4 separate regions of the Zea mays genome follow, and all the other regions are linked to region 3. The links are chromatin contacts, called in public Hi-C maps. All regions are on one chromosome and are shown on one strand. Each heading gives the region's core, a stretch centred on a gene start, on an enhancer-like site or on the middle of the called end of the contact. The rest is flanking DNA. Distances are from core to core; before and after follow the strand shown. Region 1 holds the start of LOC100273720 (CBS domain-containing protein CBSCBSPB1). Region 2 has its middle 86 kb from the start of LOC100273720. Region 3 holds the start of LOC100283525. Region 4 has its middle 49 kb from the start of LOC100273720.

The links. Hi-C and Micro-C count contacts between places; a contact is called where the count stands out from the background.
Region 1: a Hi-C map of ear shows a contact between it and region 3, with 3 times the contacts expected there. The contact joins the promoter of LOC100273720 here to the promoter of LOC100283525 in region 3. A contact is called at or near these places in 2 of 25 Hi-C or Micro-C datasets (ear and tassel).
Region 2: a Hi-C map of ear shows a contact between it and region 3, with 2.3 times the contacts expected there. The contact joins the enhancer-like site here to the promoter of LOC100283525 in region 3. A contact is called at or near these places in 3 of 25 Hi-C or Micro-C datasets (ear, leaf and tassel).
Region 4: a contact with region 3 is called in a Hi-C map of ear, with 2.4 times the contacts expected there. The contact joins the enhancer-like site here to the promoter of LOC100283525 in region 3. A contact is called at or near these places in 3 of 25 Hi-C or Micro-C datasets (ear, leaf and tassel) and 1 of 3 datasets of contacts at active chromatin or transcription factors (seedling).

The regions. Positions count from the first base shown.
Region 1 is chr8:167,740,006-167,743,321 of Zm-B73-REFERENCE-NAM-5.0, reverse strand. It overlaps LOC100273720 (CBS domain-containing protein CBSCBSPB1), which reads left to right and starts at 1,659. Exons shown (of 14, transcript NM_001360302.1): 1 at 1,659-2,144; 2 at 2,659-2,827; 3 at 3,215-3,316. The coding sequence starts at 1,996.
Region 2 is chr8:167,654,193-167,657,312 of Zm-B73-REFERENCE-NAM-5.0, reverse strand. No RefSeq gene overlaps it. Among protein-coding and RNA genes, the nearest start is that of LOC100273720, 86 kb to the left of the region's middle. Within about 2 kb of position 1,577, at least 19 of the 20 cell types and tissues checked have an H3K27ac peak or open chromatin away from gene starts, as enhancers often do. A contact at or near this core is called in ear, leaf and tassel, where this site is marked.
Region 3 is chr8:167,521,648-167,524,855 of Zm-B73-REFERENCE-NAM-5.0, reverse strand. It overlaps LOC100283525, which reads left to right and starts at 1,671. Exons shown (of 9, transcript NM_001369713.1): 1 at 1,671-1,975; 2 at 2,095-2,204; 3 at 2,888-3,006; 4 at 3,092-3,189. The coding sequence starts at 1,917.
Region 4 is chr8:167,691,428-167,694,597 of Zm-B73-REFERENCE-NAM-5.0, reverse strand. It overlaps LOC100274238. Among protein-coding and RNA genes, the nearest start is that of LOC100273720, 49 kb to the left of the region's middle. Within about 2 kb of position 1,532, at least 5 of the 20 cell types and tissues checked have an H3K27ac peak or open chromatin away from gene starts, as enhancers often do. A contact at or near this core is called in ear, where this site is marked.

The sequences.
Region 1 (3,316 bases), core at 410-2,909, 220 kb before region 3:
TACTCCACGTTGTGGCGTCCCAACGGACGAGGGTTGCAATCAACCCCTCTCAAGCAGTCCAAAGACCCACTTGAATACCACAGTATTTTGCCTTGCTTATCTTTATCCCACTTGCGAGGAATCTCCACAAATTGGAGTCTCTCGCCCTTACACTTAAGATTCACACAGAAGCACGGAGTAAGGGAGGGGAGCAACACACACAAATCCACAGCGAAACGCGCACACACACGGCCAAGATTCGAGCTCAAAGACTATCTTACAGTTTCTCACAAGAACAGAGCTCGAATCACTTAGAATCACAAATGGATGCGCAAAGACTGAGTGTGGATGATCAAGAATGCTCAAGAGTTGCTTGGATGTCTCCTCCATGCGCCTAGGAGTCCCTTTTATAGCCCCAAGGCAGCTAGGAGCCGTTGAGAGCAAATCTGGAAGGCCATCTTTGCCTTCTGTCATCGGGCGCACCGGACAGTCCGGTGCACATCGGACAGTGTCCGGTGCCCGATTCCTTTCCTTAAGTGGCGAAGACGACCGTTGCAGATGCGGGAGCCGTTGGCGCACCGGACATGTCCGGTGCACACCGGACAGTCCGGTGCCCCCTTCCGACCGTTGGCTCGGCCACGTGTCCTGCGCTGATCGCGCGGCCGACCGTTGGTCCTGGCCGACCGTTGGCTCACCGGACAGTCCGGTGTACACCGGACAGTCCGGTGAATTTTAGCCGTACGCCGTCGGCGAATTCCCGAGAGCGGCCTCTTCGACCGGGGCAGCCTGGCGCACCGGACACTGTCCGGTGCACCACCGGACAGTCCGGTGCCCCAGACCGAAACAGCCTCTTGGCTGTACACAGCCAAGTCTTCTCTTCTCTTCTTCTTTCTGTTTCTAACACTTAGACAAATATATTAGTACACAAAACCAATGTACTAAGACTTAGAAACATACCTTTGCTCTAGATTTTCACTTTGTTCATCCATGGGCATTGATTCACATTTAAGCACTTGTGTTGACACCCAATCACCAAAATACTTAGAAATGGCCCAAGGGCACATTTTCCCTTTCAGTCTCTAATTCCAAATTTTAATTTCATGTGCAACCAAACAATAGAATTATAGAATGATAATTCCTATTTCTAATTCAATGCTCCAATATCTACATCCAAACTGGGTATAAAGGATATTGAACATGAAGGAGTAGTTCTCGAGCGAATGAGCAAAATGATGTACTCGACGATCGAGCCTCACGTTACAACATTATCTGACTCCCTCCGTTACAACCCTTTCCCTCATACTAGATCTAATCATTAACCATCCGATCTGATCTATCCGGAAAAAAATCTGACCTAACAAATACAACGATTAGTTAAATACTATAGTTTTTTATCTGCAATAATCTACATGTCAAGAACGGACAATATTTTTTATCTAATATCCAACCTAACTCTAAAAACCCAACCCAATTGGATCTGACACTTGACACGGATTAGACGTGAGCACTACCAAGCAGCACACGACCTGATTTTGACATGAGTCGAATCTGACACGATCCGATCCTACGCCGCACGCAAACGCACGACATGCGCGAACCCCACGCTGTCCAATGCCGCACGCAAACGCACGGGCATCCAATCCAACCAGAAATTTCGCTGTGCTTTGTGCGTATCCAAACGGAATGGACGGGAACCCCGAACCCCAAATTGATCCGATCCACTCACCTTTTTTCCCCTTCTAATTTCACTTTCACCTCCTCCGCCACCAGTTCGGGGAAAAGGAATTTTTGGAGAAAAATCCCATTGGCCCAGCCCAGAATACTCAGCCGCGCGCCGCGACCTTCGCTCCCGTCTCCGGTCTCCGCCTGCCCCCCGTCCCCAACCTATCGGGAGCGCTCCCGATTCGCGGGAGCGAGAGAAATAGAGTGCCCCCCGCTCTCCGCTCTCCGCCGCGGATCAGCGCCGTCGCCGATCGGAGGCCCTCGCTTCCGCCGGCGGGCGGCGCGAGCCGGGAGATGGACGGCGGCGCGGGTGCCGGTCGGAGGAGCGTCCCCTCCTCCTCCGGATTCAGGAGGAGGGTCCCGCCCGCCGAGAACGGGCACGGCCATGACGCCCCGCCGCCCTCCAGGCGGTCCTCCGCCTCCCTCTCCCGCGGCCACTCCACGTACGTGATCCGTGCACCCGCCTTGCTCATTGTTCGCTGCTGCTCTGCTCTTGTTATGCGTAGACCGTGCTCCGTACCTAGCGCCTCTCTGGTGCGGTGTCTTCGGTTCAAGACAAAGCGAGCGTTGCCTGCCGTGACTGCCTGGAGTAGCTCCCGTCCCGTGTGTCTTCCCTCCGTTTGCAGCCAGGATCTTCCTTAGCCTAGATTCGATCCTGATTTGTGGAATCCGAGGATTAACGATAAAAAGTACGGTTCATTTTTCAGTTACAACAGAAAGTGCTGAATCCCATTCGGCTCTTACGACCATGTTGTACCACATACGCATGACTCTACCTGTGGAATTTTGCGTGTAACGTAAACCACACACGTTTCACTAACACAAGCAAGCTTGGCTCCAACATGGCGTTGGTTGCTGTCAAGCCGTGATCGGTCAACCAATCCCTGCTCTATCAAATGGAAAATCTGCTCCCGACCTCACAGCTGAAAAAAGGCTACCTCTTGGGATTCTTTTCAGGCCGCTGACTGGCGAGAGGACCGTGAAAAGGCTGAGGTTGTCCAAGGCACTGACGATACCGGATCACACGACCGTGCACGAGGCTTGTCGGAGGATGGCATCACGCAGGGTAGATGCCGTGTTACTGACCGACTCCAATGCTTTGCTCTGTGGGATCCTTACCGACAAGGTGAGAGGCTGTTCCTTCGGGTTTTTTTTCGTCTCTCTACTGTCTTAGAGCAACTCCAAGTGATTAGCTAAAAAGACTAACCAAATTTACCGATTTAGCTACTCTCTAAAATAGATTTTAGAGAAAAAGTGTAGGCTAATCCAATAGACTCGGTAAACCTACGGACTGAATAGAGAGTGAAGCAGGCTATCCAAAATTGGAGAGCGAAGATGGAGAAATAGAGAGTCACTAAATTTGAAGAGTCGTTTACAGAGTCTATTGGATACAATTTTCTTTTAATATTAGCTAAATTTACCTTTACAAAACCATATACCTAGTCTCTCTTGGAGTTGCTCTTAGATGTTCCCGGTTTCTCACTGTACGCTGTATTTTGGGAACGCTGGTCAGGACATAACCACAAGAGTGATTGCTCGTGAGTTGAAGATGGAAGAGACACTGGTCTCCAAGGTCATGACTAGAAACCCTGTATTTGTTCTCGCGGACACGCTT
Region 2 (3,120 bases), core at 328-2,827, 130 kb before region 3:
TCATCACTTCCAGGAAAGACACTGGGTGTAGGCAGCTATATACTAATAATTAACTAGCTGCTAATTAATCATGTTGTTGATTCGTTCATTCCTAAAGCCCCATATACGTACATATACTTCGCGATAATACAAATCAAGACATCTTTGTCGATGGTAGTAGTACTTTGTATATATATATATACACATGTGCATGCATGCTGGTTTCTAGTAGCCTCTTGTTTTGTGCTGTCTCGATGGAGATGGTGTGCTTGGATTTTAAGAAAAAGAAAAAAAAAGGATAAAGTGCATGCTATGCGCACTGGGGCGGGGGCTAGCAAGCATATCTGAGGCACACGTCATATAGCTAGGAGCCGGTTGGATTAAGCGCGTGCGTGCGTAGTACGTACGCGTGTCGTAATGTCCAAGGTGGTGATAGAGATGTAAAGCTTTACTCCATTAAAGCAGGCGCGCGGTAGTCTAGTCGAAACTATGCCACGTGGCTATGGATTACTTGCGTTGCGTTGCTCCGCCACTACTGCAATAGAATTAAGAACTTTTTTTTTTAAAATGTTCGTTCCCATTACCTAACGTGCCATAGATAAAGTAGCTAAACCTTGCATTATTATTATGGCCTACAAAAGCATTGGCATGCATGCATGTTTTTTTCCTTCCTTCCTTATTCTATGTATCGATCCACCCACCCAGGAAAAAAGGGTACGGTGTTATGATATAGGCATACTTTGATGGCATGATGTGATGTCGTCCAAAAGATTAGTAGTAGTAGTAGTGGTGTGGAAGTTACAGGAGATGGCATCAGGGTTGTGCATGGGAGGCCGGGAAGTACTTAATTATTCTAGTCTATATTAGCTTGTGTGTGTGTACGTCCACTGTCATGAGTGGCGGCGGGGCAGGGCAGCTAGCCCACCAAAGCAAGAAACACATCATTTCTTGACATGCATGGTACTTTGGATCGAGTTTTGTTTATTTTTTCCACAATATTATATAGTATTTACTTACTCAGTGTGTCTACATTGTCAAAAGGTACCGGCGGGTTTTGCGTGTGTGTCTACATATGCAGCCGGATATATATATTAGATTAAACAGGTCCAAACAAAATAAACGCACGCGAGTGACTACTGCTGTAGATTGTTGCCTGGCGTGTGACAAGTACGTACGTAACCGACCAAGCATATATAGGAGCGACCATGCACGTTAATTAGCTTCTGCAGGTTCTGGCTTTTCCATGTGGGCAACACAACGAGGATCATGTGCGCACGCACGCAGACGCGGTATGGATGGGCGCCTCGATGGACTGACTGGATTTGGATCCAACGCAACGCAACGCAACGCAATGCAATGCAATGGAATGATGGCGCAACAAAGAGGAGCCAAGCAGGACCAAGCGAAGTCAAGCTTGCTGTATTTGTTTGCTAGCTGCTGCAAGCTGCCGCAGTTCATTGATCAGTAGTACGGCCGACCCCGATCGATCCCAGCTGGCACGCAGTTAATCGATGGATTTCATGATACATTATTGGTCCAGAGAACTGTTCAGTACGACTGCAGAATAGATCACGCTGCATATGTACTTCGATTCGGCGCAGTTGTACTACGTTTGGTTCGCGTGGGTGCCTGGGGCAGGCCTGCGCGAGCATGGCCAGTGCCCAGTGGGATACGGCTGGTTTGGGTGCATGGACGCATGCAGAGAAATGATCTTAAAATGGATTAGTTTGCATTGCCTACGTCTCCGGTGTGCACACAAACAAACACACGCTTATATATATAAAAAGTCAACGCATGCATACAGTGATCTAGGTTAAGACGGTGCATCCAACCAACATTTATCTGCATACAGTCAATCTGCATATCTGCGTTCATGCGCTCCATCCACTGCCTGCATGCGTGCTCCGGCCGGCGGCCGATGTATCGAGATGTACAGTATGATCCAACAGATGGTGATCGATGCGTGTGCATGACTTTGTTGTTGCATTTGAAAGACGATATAAAGATGCATGCAGGTTGACTGCACGATGATGAAGAAGAACAAGAAGACAAGCTGCAGGCTGAAGTAGAAGAACCCACCACCAAAAGGCACCAAGAGCAATGCAAGCCCTGTTCCTCGCTCCTAGCTACGCAAGGTTCAGCTCGCATTTACTGCTGCTGTTGGTTGCCACTTGCCACCACGTACGTACTACGTACTGCGCCAACACACCAGGTGGGGAGGATGCTAGCTGCCGCAGCAGGCAGCCGTACAGTACGTACTACGCAAAGAACCGGCCAGCCAGAGCTAGCCCGGAGACCGAGGCAAGCAAGGATAGATACCAGGGGCCAGCACCCAGCAGCCCTGCCCCTGCATGCCCGTACGTACGTAACGCAGGCATGGCGTTACGAGCACAGGCACGCACGCTGCAATGCGCGGGCGTACCTGCATGCTAGCTTCCCAGCAAGCAACATGCATGCCATGCATGTGACCGGGGGCTGTACGTAGCCGAGAACGCGGTTGCCACTTGCCAGTGAAGGTTAGGGTCAATCGGGTAGTATCCGTGCATGCACAGCACCCATCGATGCAGATAAGTATATGTTCAGCATCTACAGAACGCCTATATCTATCTATGCACGGTTTTGAATTCAAAAGGTGAACCGGTGCGTAGATAACTAGATACATCATACACGAAGCGGCCGCGGCTGCAACTGTTTGTTTGGTTTGCTCACTAATTTACCATATTTTACTTAATTTTTTTGTCAATTCTGACAAATAACCTTACGGAGTGTTTGGATATTTTTATTTTCGAGGAATTGAAATTCACTTGATAAAGTAATAATAGTGTGAAGGATGGGAAATGATTTTATGTATTAGTACAATTTATTTCTACTCTGTAACTTACATGACACTCTCTATCTCACTTTTCTACAGTAAAAATGTAGCACATAAATATCTCCGATATCTTACTAATAATAGTATACAAATATATTTTACATAATATCGAATTAGCTTAATTAATATATGTCTAAATTATTATTATTAGACTGAAATTAAATTCCAATGATACAAACGTGTACAATGTTACACGGTTACCCACGAACCAAACGTCTAGTCTGTCACTCGTCAGTGTTCTGTCGTTGAATCGTACGTCTGCAAGCTCC
Region 3 (3,208 bases), core at 422-2,921:
TAATTCACCGGACATGTCCGGTGTGCACCGGACTGTCCGGTGCAACCTCGGGGCAACGACTACTTCGCGCCAACGGTCACCTGCAGGCGCATTTAATGCGCGCCAGAAGCGCGCAGTCGTCAGGCACGCGGGAGCAGGCGCACCGGACACTCTACAGTGCATGTCCGGTGCGCCACCGGACATCAAGGCGGGTCCAGAAGTCAGAACTCCAACGGTCGATCCAACGGCCATTTGGTGACGTGGCTGTCGCACCGGACATGTCCGGTGTGCACCGGACTGTCCGGTGCGCCATCGAACAGACAGCTCCACCAACGGTCAAGTTTGGTGGTTGGGGCTATAAATACCCCAACCACCCCACCATTCATTGCATCCAAGTTTTCCACTTCTCAACCACTTACAAGAGCTAGGCATTCAATTCTAGACACACTCAAAGTGATCAAATCCTCTCCAATTCCACACAAAGCCCTAGTGACTAGTGAGAGTGATTTGCCGTGTTCATTTGAGCTCTTGCCCTTGGATTGCTTTCTCTCTTTCATTCTTTCTTGTGTTCAATACTCACTTGTAACCAAGACAAGAGACACCAATTGTGTGGTGGTCCTTGCGGGGAGGTTTTGCTCCCGGTTGATTTGAGAAGAGAAAGCTCACTCGGTCCGAGAGACCGTTTGAGAGAGGGAAAGGGTTGAAAAAGACCCGGCCTTTGTGGCCTCCTCAACGGGGAGTAGGTTTGAGAGAACCGAACCTCGGTAAAACAAATCCGCGTGTCTCACTTCATTATTTGCTTGCGATTTGTTTTCACGCCCTCTCTCGGACTCGATTATATTTCTAACGCTAACCCGGCTTGTAGTCGTGTTTATATTTGTAAATTTCAGTTTCGCCCTATTAACCCCCCTCTAGGCGACTATCACATGCACGTCTCATGGTTCATGTCAACTAAAAGTCTGTAAAAGTAAAGTTGAATCGGCCCGTGGTGACTGTAGGCTATATATTGGAGCGCTGTGGTAGATAAGGGATGACCATGATCGATGACACGGTTGGTAGTAAGATCAATAAATGATGTGACGGTCGATTAGAGCGAGATGCTATATATATATATATATATATATATATATATATATATATATATATATATATATATATAGATAGTTTTTTTGGCATGAATCTGCTCTACCGAAAGCAGCTATGCTCCAAAACACGAGGTTAAAACAACTTTGTTCAGAAGTATAGGTTGCTTTCGCATAAGTAGTAGGAGTGGTGAGTAAATACCTTTTGGATTCTATGTCTAGGTTGTTTTTTAAAAATCTCAAAGCAATGAACGAGGTAGACCAAAAACTTGTAATGCAGCTTCAAAAACTTTATGGAGTTTTTAACTCTGAAATTTTGTTTGATCGGTTCTGATACGGAGCTACGACAAATACTGCATAATTCAATAAATAGATATATTTATTTGTTGATGACGAGAAGCAAGCGAGAAATTGATTGGACTCGGGCCCACATGGTGGACTGGGCTTTCTGATAGGCAAAATGCAAACCTACTGTATTGGGCTGCATGCGCTAACTAGCCGCAGGCCCACCTATCCTTTCCAGGGCACACACCAGAAACGACCTGGATTCCATCATGTACGTCCATATCTCATCGGTCGGCTTGCAAGTTGCATCAGCCAGCAGCAACTCGCCAATGAAGCCACTGCCCGCCCGCGCGCCGCATTCCCAAACCCTACTATACCCCGCTCCTCTCCTCCCCGTCTGCCGGCTCCCTTCTTCTTCGCTGTCGACGACGCGGACTCCCCGCCGCGCTCCCTCTCTCAGGCCTCGCGGGGTGATCAGAGGCGGCTGGGAGACTCGTGCGCTCCGACGAGTCCGGTTACGGCGCGGTAATTAAGCAGGGGAGGAGCCGGCCCTGAGCGGCGGAGTCCAAAATGAGTGACGACGTGGTATGGCACTGCATCCGCCACAACCACTGCAGCTTCATGTCCAAGTAGCCTTCTTTTTCCCGTCTCTGCTCTCACCTCGGTTTCGGTTTGGTTTCTTGCGTGGCTGTTTCCAATGATTAATCTCATCTGGCGGCTGCCCCGTGGTTTGGGTTGGGCTGTGCAGGATCACAACGGGGATCTTCTGTCGCAACCCCTACAACGCGACGGGCATCTGCAACCGGAGCTCCTGCCCGCTTGCCAACAGCCGCTATGCCACCATCCGGGATCATGAAGGTGATCACCAGCAATCCTTTTTGTGTTAATTGATTAATAATGGTGTACATGGATGGCAGTGCCACCATTTTAGGCAGCTGCAAAACATGTTTCCTAGTCCCTCTTGCTTCCAATGCCACCCAAGCACTAAACTCAGTATGTCATCACATATATGGCATGACAACTTGCAAACGAGTCAAATCCAAAGCCTCTTTAGTTTTAGCAAATCAATCAAATTCGGATGCTGCACTTTCCCTTCTATCACTAGATTGAAAAAAAGATAATATTAAGTTAGTTTTCTAAGTTAGTTTTGTAGTTATTTTTCTGGAGGTGACTGGTATTTCTGATGTAATTAGTTAGTGTGACTTCGTTGTGATTAATCACAATTAAGAATACTGCTTTGTGGAGTTAAGAATACTAGAGTACTGCTTTGTAACTGTAAGCCTGTAAGCTTGTCTTTTCTTTCTGCGAGAACAAATTATGGTGGGATGTGGTGCTATTTGGATTAAATGGCACGCAAACCATGAGGAGTCGCAACATTTTTTTGGTCCATTTGGTGCATATTTTAATCTTGTGGTAGCAGAACTGCCAGTTCCTTGCACCATTTTTTGTGCTATGAACTATTAACCTTGAAGGGAGCCTATGCTTACAAAAATCTTTTTCTGATGCTCTCATGTTTTTTTCTTCCTCAATCGGTTATGCAGGTATTTTCTATCTGTATATGAAAACCGCCGAAAGAGCTCATCTGCCAAACAAATTATGGGAGAGAGTCAAACTGCCGAAGAATTATGAGAAAGCAATGGAAGTCATAAACAAACATCTTGTATGCATCTCTAGCTAACGTATACTGTTTCTCCTTAAAATTTAGAGTATTTGGTCTAATTTTTTTTGGCTTTTTTGTCATTAAGGAATTTTGGCCTAAGCTACTTGTGCACAAGATCAAACAGCGGCTGACAAAAATGACTCAATATCGTATAAGAATGAGGAAACTTCAACTGAAAGTGAGGTAGGCACTTGTATTTTGA
Region 4 (3,170 bases), core at 283-2,782, 170 kb before region 3:
CTTACTTATTCCCTTACTGTAAGGATCTATCTGAACAATGGTTCTCTGAGTGTAAATACTGAGGCCTTGGTGACTGAACGGATGGACAGTGGATCCCGAGAAAAAACTGAAATTTTCTTCTGTGATCTATAGTACCAGCTCGAAGGACTTTGGCGTCGTCCAGAAACCAAAGTGAATAGACGGACGCTTATGAAAATCAACAGCAAATAAAAACTTGTAGGGGATCAGTAAACCGTGATACTTTTGTCGTCCACGCAATTTCATGAAACTGTCGCGTTGTGGCGCTTCTGTCCGATGTTGCGAAACTATTGGGCAACATAGAGAGCTTACAGCAGCCACAGCTAAAAATTTGAACTCAAACGAACGTGGAGATATGCTTAGAGATGTTTAGTGGCTGTCCATGAAGTATCTGCGCTCGCAAACACATATGCACAGCACAACCAAACCTGGAAGAGGATCTAGAAGACCTGGGCTACTTTGACATGCAGATTCTTTATGTGGCCGACGCTTAAAAACAGAGTTTGGACAACAGACGATTGGCCAAAAGAGGGTTGTCCCATCCAATTGTTTGTCCTCTTTATGAGCAAGCGGATGAATCTATAAACACGTTCGTATCAAATATGCTTCACTTCTTATTCAACACTTAGCGAATTTATTAGACCTTGTTTTGTCACTCAGTTCACTAAAATTCACTAAAGGACTATGTCACTTTCACAGTTCATGCTGAACGCTGTCTGAGTGTACATAACAACGTCACATGCAATCGCTGAGTTTTGGCTGAAAGTTGATAAAGGTAATGATTTGGTACATGCAGAAGGTTCCAAGAGCCTAGAAGCAAAGTAGATGTGGCCTGAGCAACACTGTATTCGATATATCTGCCGTATGTACTACCTTCACGCAGTGGGTTTGTAGTAACCTTGTTGTACATGGTAGTGAATAGGGGTTAGCTATTGTTATTTGTAGCACAGTGAATCTTGTAAGGAATCTCAGTTACCATTTCACCAATGAGAAATACTCCATCTTTAACGCATGCATGGGGAGATGATGATGATTGATGATCAATTCTACCAGTTAATATGTCCGGTGCAATCCTCCATTTTTTTCTCCAAGACAGTGACGTTCCAACAGTTCAACGCCAGTTGTTTCGTGCCTTTGGCGTCAGCTTTCCAATGGAGCAGCGATCAAAGAAGCGTCGTAGCATTAAACTTCTCTCGTAGTCTCGTGATCAGAGTTCAGATGGCTCAAGCAACTGCCAACAGAATAAACAATCAGGCAGGGTGCGAGCGACCAGTGTAAGCACTGAACCGGACAAACACAAAGCGACTGCTGGCAGCAGGCTCCACTGAGCAAAAACAGAGGATTAGGCGTTTGTAATTGTAACCACTGGCATTAGTTTAAACAGCAGCAATCAAGTGTCATCACACTTTGGACCATTTGCGGCGATTAACATATGCCGGCAGTTAGGTACCGTCGTAACATGCTCCAGGCCACACACCTTAAACAAGCTCCGTGACATCAGGCAGAAGACATGAGATAAAGCCACACCAACAGGGAGTTCTCAGTATGCCAATTGGCTGGTCGAGAGAGCCAATAGCAGGAGAGGAACTCAGGACGACAAGCTGATGGCGACTGATGTTTTTTTTTTTTGTCAAACAAAACTTCCATCTTTGAATGTGTCATTTACACTTTACAGCTTCGACCCATACAGGCCGAATATGATGCATACAAAAATGCCTGCACAAACAACCAACCAATCCCTAATATAATATGTACAGCCGTGCCTTCCGGGGGAAGGAAAACTTCTCCCCCTAGTCTTATATATTATATAGTGGCAGAGGGCACCTGCAGTTAGTGAATGCAGCTGATTTTTTTTCACACGCCTTGACCTCAGCAAATCGTCGAATGAATAGCTGCACGTGCATGTTGATTTCAAGACATTGCGCATTTAGCTTTGCAGATTGGTCAGATGTACCAAGCATCCGAACATGGGTGGTTCCATCTCCAGCCTAAATCGTTTCCACCTGAAAGAATGAGAAGAATCATGGAATTAGACCTGAGGGGGGTTCCATGAACTTGAAATAATGATTAATGAGCTTGCTACAAGAAAGTGTCACAGTTCTTCAGAACTCATACCGATAACTTCAACAAAAAAATAAGGCGGTGCCAAGATAACAGTAAGCTTTTTAGATCTTGATAGTTGTTAAGCAGCGCCGTTTTGATTCTTAAATCGGTTAAGAATTGTTTTTGCTTAATATAAGCCTTGACATGTCTATTAAACAGTGATATTCGGAGTAAGTTTACCTAACTGGCGGCCACATCCCAGCATTTCTAGTGTTTTAATAGGGGCCCTCTAACTTTGCGAATTGATGCCCACCTGTATAGCAATGTGAATCGACAGTGATGTAAAACTTAAATGATATTGACCATTTGAAAGAATTGACCCACAATTGTTGCTACTCATTTACTCTGTGCATAACAACAACCAGATATTTTACAGCAGGGAAAAAAACGAAACTAGGGAAAAATGAACTCCCACGAAAATAGAGAAGCCGAGAACTTACTTTCAAGAAGATGAGATCTTTGACAAAATTCTTTCGGCCTCGACGGGTGAACCGTTGGCGATATCCTCCACTACTTTACACTCCTCCATATAAGCCTACCTACTGAACTTGGTCTTGATTTTGGAAAAAGCGAGCTACTTCTCTGTACAATTGCTCGCCCTCGAATGGCTTGGATACATAACCGTCCATTTCAGATTTTAAGCACTGTTCGTGCGTCGCCTGGATAACATCTGCTGTCATGGCTAATATTGGAGTTCGCCACTGCCGGAGCCCTGCGCATTCCGGTGGGGCTTCTCCACGTTCTATTTGCTCATTTAGATCTCTTTCCATCACTCTAATCCTTTTTGTGGCTTCAAATCTGCAAGGTACCAAATGCATGACACAAGAGAACAAGAAAATGTAAATCGGTGACAAGAGCAAGTATTGTTTATCAACTGGATATAGGTACAGATAGTGTCTAAAGTATAGTGAGATGATGAATATACAAAGATAAAACTCACCCATCCATTTCAGGCATCTGTATGTCCATGAAACAAGCATCAAAACTGTGAGGAGGTTTCAGTTGCGTGATTGCTTTCTTCCCGCTATCAGCACAAGTTACTTCTGCGC